Linked DNA regions of Pan troglodytes: region 2 is linked to region 1. Evidence: chromatin contacts called from public HiChIP or PLAC-seq data. All regions are on one chromosome and are shown on one strand. The core of a region is the stretch at or near the end of the contact, and the rest is flanking DNA. Distances in the headings are between cores, read along the strand shown.

What was found. HiChIP or PLAC-seq counts read pairs in DNA pulled down with a chosen protein or histone mark.
Region 2: a contact with region 1 is called in an H3K4me3 HiChIP or PLAC-seq map of stem cell-derived excitatory neurons, with 2.5 times the contacts expected there. The contact joins the promoter of DMAP1 here to the promoter of RNF220 in region 1. A contact is called at or near these places in 1 of 1 datasets of contacts at active chromatin or transcription factors (stem cell-derived excitatory neurons) and 1 of 1 other capture datasets (stem cell-derived neural stem cells).

What each region holds. Positions count from the first base shown.
Region 1 is chr1:186,560,331-186,564,810 of NHGRI_mPanTro3-v2.0_pri, forward strand. RNF220 (ring finger protein 220) reads right to left here and starts at 2,145. Exons shown (of 15, transcript XM_016961307.3): 1 at 1,711-2,145.
Region 2 is chr1:186,752,152-186,756,631 of NHGRI_mPanTro3-v2.0_pri, forward strand. It overlaps DMAP1 (DNA methyltransferase 1 associated protein 1), which reads right to left and starts at 1,939. Exons shown (of 11, transcript NM_001246459.1): 1 at 1,876-1,939; 2 at 1,545-1,694; 3 at 962-1,053; 4 at 505-700. The coding sequence starts at 1,649.

The DNA.
Region 1 (4,480 bases), core at 895-3,394:
GGAGGCGAGAGGCAAGATGTGGCTGCTGGGCGTCGTGGGCAGCGAGTGCGGTGCTCTCCCCCTCGGCGGCTCCCGGGGCAGTGGGCCGGCGCAGACCCCAGACGACCCGGGCCGGCCAGGTAGGGCTGTGCCCCCACACCTATGGCCCGGGCCCCATGCACCCACCCAGTGCGACGCGCGCCTGGCTCAGGGCCGGAACACGGGCTCTCCGCTGGAGCTGCATCCACGACCCGAGAATGCAGGGTGTGCTTAACGGGAAGCGAGAGCTTTCCCCCTGCCTCCTGGCTGCCCTAGTCCCCGCTACTTCCGGACTCCTGCGCGCCCTCGCCAGCTGGGGTCGACCTGGGCCGCGAGCTCTCGGAGAGGCTCCTGGACTGGGGGATGAACCGGGCATCCCCTCGGATGGCCTCACCACCGTGGGCGGCCTCGCCCGGGGGGCCACACGGAAGCTCTCCGCCCAAGTTTGTTGTGCCCTGGAAGAAAAGGCTTTCTCTTACAAAGCACAAAGGCGAAACGCCCAGGCCGAGCCCTGAAAAGCCCCGGGTTGGGGGGCGGGGGTGGGGTGGGGGAGGCCAGAGGCTCCGGAGTGCGGTGGCGGGGCTGGGTTCCGGGCAGAGAAGGTCGCTCGGCCCGGGCTGACAAGCGCGGCGGCAGTGGCCGCAGGACCGCAGCGACCGGCGTGCTCACTGAAAAGTTTTGTTCTCAAGTCAGAAGAGAAATTGTTACTCAGTTTAAGGCAGGTCTAAGATAAAAATAAAACTACAAGTAGAGTAGTCGAGTAGCCCTCGTCTCCACGATCGTCCTCCCGCCTTGCTCAGTAGAACCGCTGGGAGAGGGGGTCCCGACCCCGAAAATCCCGGGAGATCCCACGTGTCGGGCTACTCTACGGCCAGGCCGGTCCAGCCCAGCGGAGTGGGGAGTTCACCGGTGGCGTTTAGAACGGTCCGCCTCTATGCTAGCACCTGCCTCCTTCCTGCCCGCAGAGGATCCATCCATCCTACCCCACCTCCCTCCCTCCACACCCGCCCCCGCTAGGAAAAAGTCAGCCGAGCCCCGGGGTCCAGGGCTAAACAGCCACTCCCCGGGTATCCCGCGGAGCCGGCTGTGTGTGGGGTGGAGGCTGTCGGGGTAGTTTCTCATTCGGATCGCCCCTTCTCCATCCGCCCGCCGCCTCGGGCTCCCCACTGAGTACCACCCAGCCCTGGCCTCGCCGGAAATCAACGCGGGGTACATAGGGGAGCCCGGAAATCACCGGGGGGTGCACCAGAGAGCCCGGCGAGAAGGCATTCTCGCGATCGACCCGAACAAAGTGGGAATGGGGCTTATTAAGAGATGGAGAAAAGAAGTCCTGCTCCCTTCCCTTGCAGTGCCCTCACCCTCCCAACTTGTCCAATTCCCGCGTCTGGTCCCTCCCCCTTGCACCTCCCCCCCTCCCCAAATAAAACACATTAAGGAAAACTCAAGACGGAAAGTTTGAGCGAGGCAGCGCACGGAGCGCGCAGGGCGCCGATGCCGAGAGGCTCCGTCGCGATGATCCAAGACGCGCCAGTCCGAGTCCCAGTCCCTGCCCCCGTCCAGAGGGAACCGCCCGAATCCCTAGGAAACGGACCCGGAAAGTTAGCCAGGTTCCTGAACAAGCCGGCCGCCCTCGCACCCACCCCTCTTGGGTACGCACACACGTCCACACCCCTTTCTGATCTCCATACTTGCCGTGGAAATTCCTTGGGAGAACGGTCGCACTTTTCAGGACACGGAGGGAAGCAGGCGGAGAGTGTGGTGCATGAAAAGTCCCGGGTTCGCAGAGCCGGCGGAGGCAGCGGCGGCGGCGGCGGCGGCAGCGGCAGCAGCAGCAGTAGGCGGCTGGCCCCGGGTTTGTGTTCGCGAGCTGCCTGGGATTGCATGTACAGATCAAGAGACTCGGTTGGCGTGAGAGAAGGAGCAGTGCTGCCTCTCAGCGCTGGATCTAATCAGTGAATGAGCCTCCACTCTCCCAGGGACTCGGAGACACACACACGCGCGCACACACACACGCACGCACACATTCTCTCACACTCACACACATACAGGCACTCTGAGCACTGAATACATTAGGGCACTAAGGGACTCTGGGAAATGAAGTCCAGACCCAGGGCACTCCTGGAGAACAGACCTGCTGGCCCTCACCAAAGAGCTTGGAAGTCTTGGGGTCGCGAGCCATTGTGAACTAAAGAGAGCGTTGGCTTTTGTTTACATCCCTCCTCCCCCACCCGCAAAGGTCTCAGTGAATGGTTTCGTGCTTATTGTTCTTCCTTTCCTGAACCAAAAGGGACCAAGAGTAAATGGGCAAAGCTTGAAGACTGACATCCACTGCTGCTTAAATGACCCCCAAATCCTGGGTCCCTCAAAATCTCTGCCTTTTCCCAGAAAAATCTTACCTGCTGCTTTGTTCCTGGAATGCTTCTCTGGGTCTTTGACTATAATAATAAATAATAAATGAATATTAATAAAACTGTAACTTTTGGAGGAGGTGAAGGCCTAGTATAGCATCCAGATGTGAGAATAAAATTTTTTATTGGTGTTTTATTGATGTTTATATTACAGTTCATTTCAGATCATTTCATATCATCCTATAATTCATCAAACACAAAGATAAACAGGGGAAATGGATAGAGAACTAACATTCCTGAGTGCTTTCTAGGAGCTCGGTTATGAGACTAAATGCCTTTACATAATTTCATTTACTCCTAAGATTAATTCTGGAGATAATAATATTACCACTAGTTTATAGAAGAGGAAACTGGGGTTGAAAGGGTTTTGTAATTTGCCCATGAAAACGTGGTTAACAAGTCTTGGATAGCAGGTAGTTCTAGTTCTGAAAGCAAAGTTCAACCAAAATCAAATCCTGGTTTAAGAAGTCATTCCTGGCCGGGCGCGGTGGCTCACGCCTGCAATGCCAACACTTTGGGAGGCCGAGGCGGGCGGAACAAGAGGTCAGGAGTTCAAGACCAGCCTGACAAACATGGTGAAACCCTGTCTCTACTAAAAATACAAAAAGTAGCCGGGCGTGGTGGCATGCGCCTGTAATCCCAGCTACTCAGGAGGCCAAGGCAGGAGAATCGCTTGAACCCGGGAGGCGGAAGTTGCAGTGAGCCGAGATCACGCCATTGCACTCCAGCCTGGGTGACAAAAAAAAAAAAAAAAAAAAAAAAAAAAAAGTCATTCTTTTGTTTTGTAGTTAAGTGTCTAAAACCTCAGATTTCTCAACTGGAAAAAAAAAAGGGAGGGTGGGGAGAAATGGAGTACACACTGATAATCCACTTTACAGAGAACCACATAGGATTATAAATTGTCTAAAAAGAATGAGACTCAAAATCTCATTCTTGCTATTATTTCATTGTCCTTTTTACTTATGTTTAACATTAAGGTAGCATCTAAATATTAAGTATGTTTACATATATGTGTGCTGTTGGTATTTTAAAATTTTAATTGGCAACTCTAAATAAATTGTTAATTTGATCACTTAGAGTTCTACATTTACAACTATTTCTATAATTCGTGATATCAGGATTATTTGTTGAGGAACTTTATTTTTATTTATTTATTTATTTTGACATGGAATCTCACTCTCTCGCCCAGGCTGGAGTGCAGTGGTGTGATCTTGGCTTACTGCAACCTCCGCCCCGAGTTCAAGCGATTCTCCTACCTCAGCCTCCCAAGTAGCTGGGATTACAGGCATGCCCCTCCATGCCCAAATAATTTTTAGTAGAAATACAGTTTCACCATGTTGGCCAGGCTGGTCTCAAACTCCTGACCTCAAGTGATCCGCTTGTCTCGGTCTCCCAAAGTGCTGGGATTACAGGGGTGAGCCACCACGCCTGGCCTGTTGAGGAACTTCTAATCCATGTTTAATCATTCATTCATACACCAGCATTTATTATGTTAGGCTCTATTCTTTCCACTAAATTATTATTTCCTGCTGGATTGTAAACTTCATGAAGTCAAGAACCATGTTTGTTGCATTCTACATCATACCCTAAGCACCTTACAGCATCAGTCTCTTAGTTGAATGAATAAACGAGGATATAAAAATGAACTCCTGTCCTCAAAGAGCTCACCATCTAGTAGAGGAGACAAAGAAAGAGTTAGAAATCAATTTGATAACCACTATAATAAGGATGACCTTAGAATTTATTGATCTAACTGAGACAAGTTTGATGATAAAAAAGGGACACTTTTAATAATTACACTGGGATGACAAATGTGAACAAGGGCCATCCTGGGCCAAGCAGGTTGAATGGTCACCCTAGCTACATAAGGTATTTCATTCATTCATTTAACAAGCATTTATCGAGAACTCTCTTGCGTGGTGTGTTAAAGGAATTATAAGCCACTGATTTCCCTCAAAATTGAAATATGAAACATTGAGCAGCAAGAGATAGGCAGGAGAAGTGGGCCAAATCACAAAAGGCTTTGTATACTAAGCTAAGGAAAGTGGACGTTA
Region 2 (4,480 bases), core at 689-3,188, 190 kb after region 1:
GAAAGATGGTGCCATTCACTGAGATGGGGAACAGATTTGGGACCGACAGAGGGAAGATGATGAGCTCTGTTCAGGGTACCTACCTGATGTAAGGTACCTGTGGGGCACTGAGAAAGAGATATTAGTAAATGACTGGATGCGAAGGAACCACTGCTCTGGATTGGTGACTTGTAGAGAGGGTAACTGAAGCCACAGGGTTCATACTAAGAAAGTAGAGAACAAGAAGACTAGAGCACCTAGAATACAGCTCTGAGGAACAGCAACATTTGAAAGACCAAGAAAAGCCATGAAAAACCAGAGCAGGTCCGGGAAAGAACAGGATCCCTTGGGCAGAAAAGACCCACAGAGTCCTACTCTGCATGCATTTGCCACAAGGATTGAGTGGGTAATCACAGTTGGGCATGAGCGTGCCCCCAGAACCAACCCTAGGAGACTGGAGAGCTCGCACAAATGGCTCAAAGTGGGAGGGCAATCTTGGCCTGTGTCTGAATGAAGGTAGCTTACCTTATTGAACCTGGCAAAGGGGTAGTCCTTGCCCTCCTCCGCTGCACGTCGCCAGTGGAAGAACATTGCTCCGTCCTTGCGGGCCGGGTTGGTGAATGGCATCCACTTCCAAGGCCGCACCTTCTTGGAGCCCAACTTGGCCTTCACTGTACGGTACCCCTGGCCAGTGTCACTGGGTAGCAGTGGGGGTGCATCCCTGGCAGGGAGGTTTAGGGAGATGCGAGGTTAGAATCAGAAGGTGTGTTAAAGAGCTTTTTGTCCCAGGGAGCTGATCTACCCTACCCTATAGCAAGAAAGTCATGTCCTGGAGCAAAAGATTTCAGGTCCTCCTGCATCCTGCTAAGCAAGCAGGAGCCCTTGCTGGGGAGGAGAAAATTGTTAGAGAAAACTAGTAGTTAGGGGCATGGCAGGTGAATCAGGGGCCAAAACCTGGGGGACTTGGGACTCCAATACTTGCTTCTTGTCAGAGTAGAGCAAGGCATAGACTTCCCGGTGCATGCCCTCGGGCCTCTTGAAAGTCAGTGTCTCAGAGGACTTCTTGGACTTTTTCTGAGGAAGGAAACCACAGAAAGGAACCACAACCTAGACCTTTTCCTGAAAATTCTTTAGTCCAGCTCAATCCCTGAACAAAGCAGCACCTACAGGGTCAATGACAGGCAAACTGACACACTGTAAAGGCACAGAAACCCACTCCCAGGGACACCATCCTACCCCCAAATCAGAGCAGTCCCCTCCCCATCCCACCAACTCTCAGACTGTTACAATGTCTTGATCTCTCCCCAACAATATCTTGCAAAAATCACACTTGCCTGGTCCTCTCAGCTCTTAGAGGTGTCATACCCTCTTGGTCCCACCATCTCCCACGATGTCCCATCTCCTCCCTCCCATCAAGGATGACACATATTCCCTGTCCTGTTATGTCACCCCTTTTATCGCCCAACTCACTGTAAGTGTAGCACCCATCCCTTGCCCGTTGTCACTCCTCCCCATCTTCACTCCCCTACCCTCCCCTAGCCAACGCTTTCAGGTGCCCCTGCTACCTTGTCCGGGTTGATAATGTCCTTCTTGCTGATGGTCCCAGAGGCTGCATCCCCTTCTGGACCCCCGAGTTCTAGAATGTCCCGTACATCCGCGCCCGTAGCCATCGCGCCTGAGAGATGGGGGAGCCACCGGAGGTCAAGGGTCGGTGCCTGAAGAAGGACCAGGCTCAGGTCAGGGGGCGGGGCCAATCCAGACCTAAGCGGAGGCGAGGTGAAGGGGCGGGCCAAGAGGAGAAGGGTGGTCCAGGTCAGGTCGGGGATCTGCCTGTTCCCCACCGCTTGGATGTTCCTAACGGCCCCTTCAGCCACCTGGGCCCTCGCACTTCCGCACCTGGGTCCGGCAGCTGCAGCCCCCACTACCACTCCCCCGTCCCCGCACAGCCGCGGCAGAAACTTCCGGCGGTGCTCATTCGGAACGCGGCCGACAGAAACACTTCCGGTCGGTGTTGTAGGAAAGGAAGCCGACTGGCAACCGAGGGTGAAAGCTACTGGCCGTGCTGAGCTTGCCACCCTTTGGTTCTCCCGCGAGCCTGTTTTCATTGGTGCACTGCCTGCTTTCTGGCATTTTCCCTCTACGATGCTCCGTTGCGTCTCAGGCAGTGAAGAGATACCAGAACTTTGTGACTTTGGGAAGTCACTTAATTTCTCTGGACCTTTTTCTTCATTTGCAGAATGGAAATTGTAATGGCACCTGTGTAAATGAAATACCAAGAATCCTTGTAAAACATTAGCACGGTGCGTGGGACATTTACTATTTTTTTATTAAATGAGTTAATGATTTGAATTGCCCCCTCTTCATTAAGTGCTAATATGTACTAGGCACTGTGCTAAGCTTGGAGATGAAGAGATAAACTTTAAATTGTGATAAGCTTGAAGATGAAGAAATAAAGGCAGAGCTTCCTAGGGCGGCTGCCAAAATGGAGTAAAGTGTGGGCCCTCATTTGCACCTCCTCTGATGGAGATATCTGTGGGTTGTGGCCTCGTGGGGATTTCCTGGAGGCCAGCTTCGTGGCACTTCACTAGTACAGGAGCTAGCTGCACTCTTTGGGGTACGAAGAAGCCCAAAACACAGCCCCAAGCAGGAACCAGCTTAGAAGTATCCCTCAAGGGAATAAACCTGGGGATCTTCCTGGAAAGAGAGAGACAGGAGGTCCTGAGGAAGGGCACAAGGGACAAGGAAAGCAGCTCCCAGCTTCAGCAGTCTGCAAACCAGCCTGTCAATTTGAAGGACACATAGTCTGTGGGATAGGGTGGGGCTTGTTAAGGCATTAAGAAGGCCAGACCCCAAGTCAAGACCTGCCAAAGATACCAGCAGGGACTAGAGGAGCAGACAGTTTGCACAAGTTAGCTATAAGTGGTGTAGCCTGTTCTGGCCTGGAGAAGACAAGGGGATACAACAGCTGTAGCCACAAGCCTGACTAGTCCCCAAAACTTTGGAGAACTAGGCCTGGAGGTACAAACCTGTTCCTGGGTCTGATTCCTGGATGGATCCACTGAGCTCCAAACAGTTTCTGGAGGAAGTCACAGTCTTACAGCAGAAATTGTCCACAGGGTAAGGAAATGGTCCTTGGAGCCAGAAAGGGAGAGAGCAATTGGCTGCCTGAAACACTTGACCCTAGTTGTAGTTAATTAATTGTGTAATTACTTGTTTAATATGTATCTCTAATAGACTCATTTCTGTGAAGACAGGGATCACAGTACATAAAGGAATGTATGTGCCAGGCACTGTTCTAGACTCTGGGCATTGCAGTGGGTGAACGAGATACAAATAGCTACTGGTGGAGCTTATATTTAGTGGAGAAGGAGAAACACTAAGGAAATAGACAATAAAATTAATAATGTAGGTTTTGATGGTAACAAGAGCTAGGAAGGAAATGAAATAGAGCGATGGGATGGAGAACTGCTTTCCATAGTCTGGTCAGGGAAAGTTAGTGGTCTCTCTTTTTTTATAAATGTGTATATACATAGAAAAAATTCTGGAAAGGACTAAACTGAAATGATTCCATCACTTGTTTTTATCTGGCAATTTATATTTTCTATACTTTCTATAATGAATGTGTACCTCTTCTATAATAAAAGGAAGGAATGAAGGGAAGAAGGAAAGGAAGAAGGAAAGACAGGCAGACTGTGCGCTGTGGAAGGTGGACCAGGCCAGAGTTTAGGAGACTAGAGGGCAGTTGTGACTATCTAGGTTAGAGGTGTTGGGAAACTGAACTAAGGTTGTAGCAGTGGCAATGGATTCCAAATATTTAGAGAAAGATGACCATGTTATCTGCAAATAATGACAAGTTTATCCCCTCCTTTCAATTTATACCCCTTATTTCTTTTTCTTTTAGCATTTTCCAGTACCTCCAGTAATTGGTTAAACAGCAGGTGTGGTCGTGGCCTTCCTTGTCTTTTTCCAGATCTTAAGGGGAGTGCATTTAAATTTTTTCTATTAAACATAACATTTGCTCCAGGTTGTTTGTATATACTCTTTCCCAAATTAAGGAACATTCTTCTTAGTTTTCTAAGAGTTATTTATTCCTTAAGGTGATCATCTTTAGCAAAAAAAAAATGCTTTTCATCAATTGATATCAATTGATATATTTATAAGAATTACCTCCTTTAGTCTACTACTGAAGTGTATTAACAGATTTTGTGATGTTACATTTATGGAATGAAATCCATCTGATCATAATACATATGTAAAGAAGGTATACTTTTGGGCTTAGCTAGCTAATAGTTTATTTAGGATTTTTAAAAAATCAATTTATAACTGAAATGGGCCTATAATTTTCTTTTCTTTTAACTATCCTGATGTGATTTTGGAATCAGAATTATGCTTGTCTTCTAAAATGAGTCAGGAACCTTCATTCTTTTTCTACCCTTTGAACAATGCGCAACACACACACACATACATTTTAGTTTAGTAGAAATGACCTAAAAACCCTCAG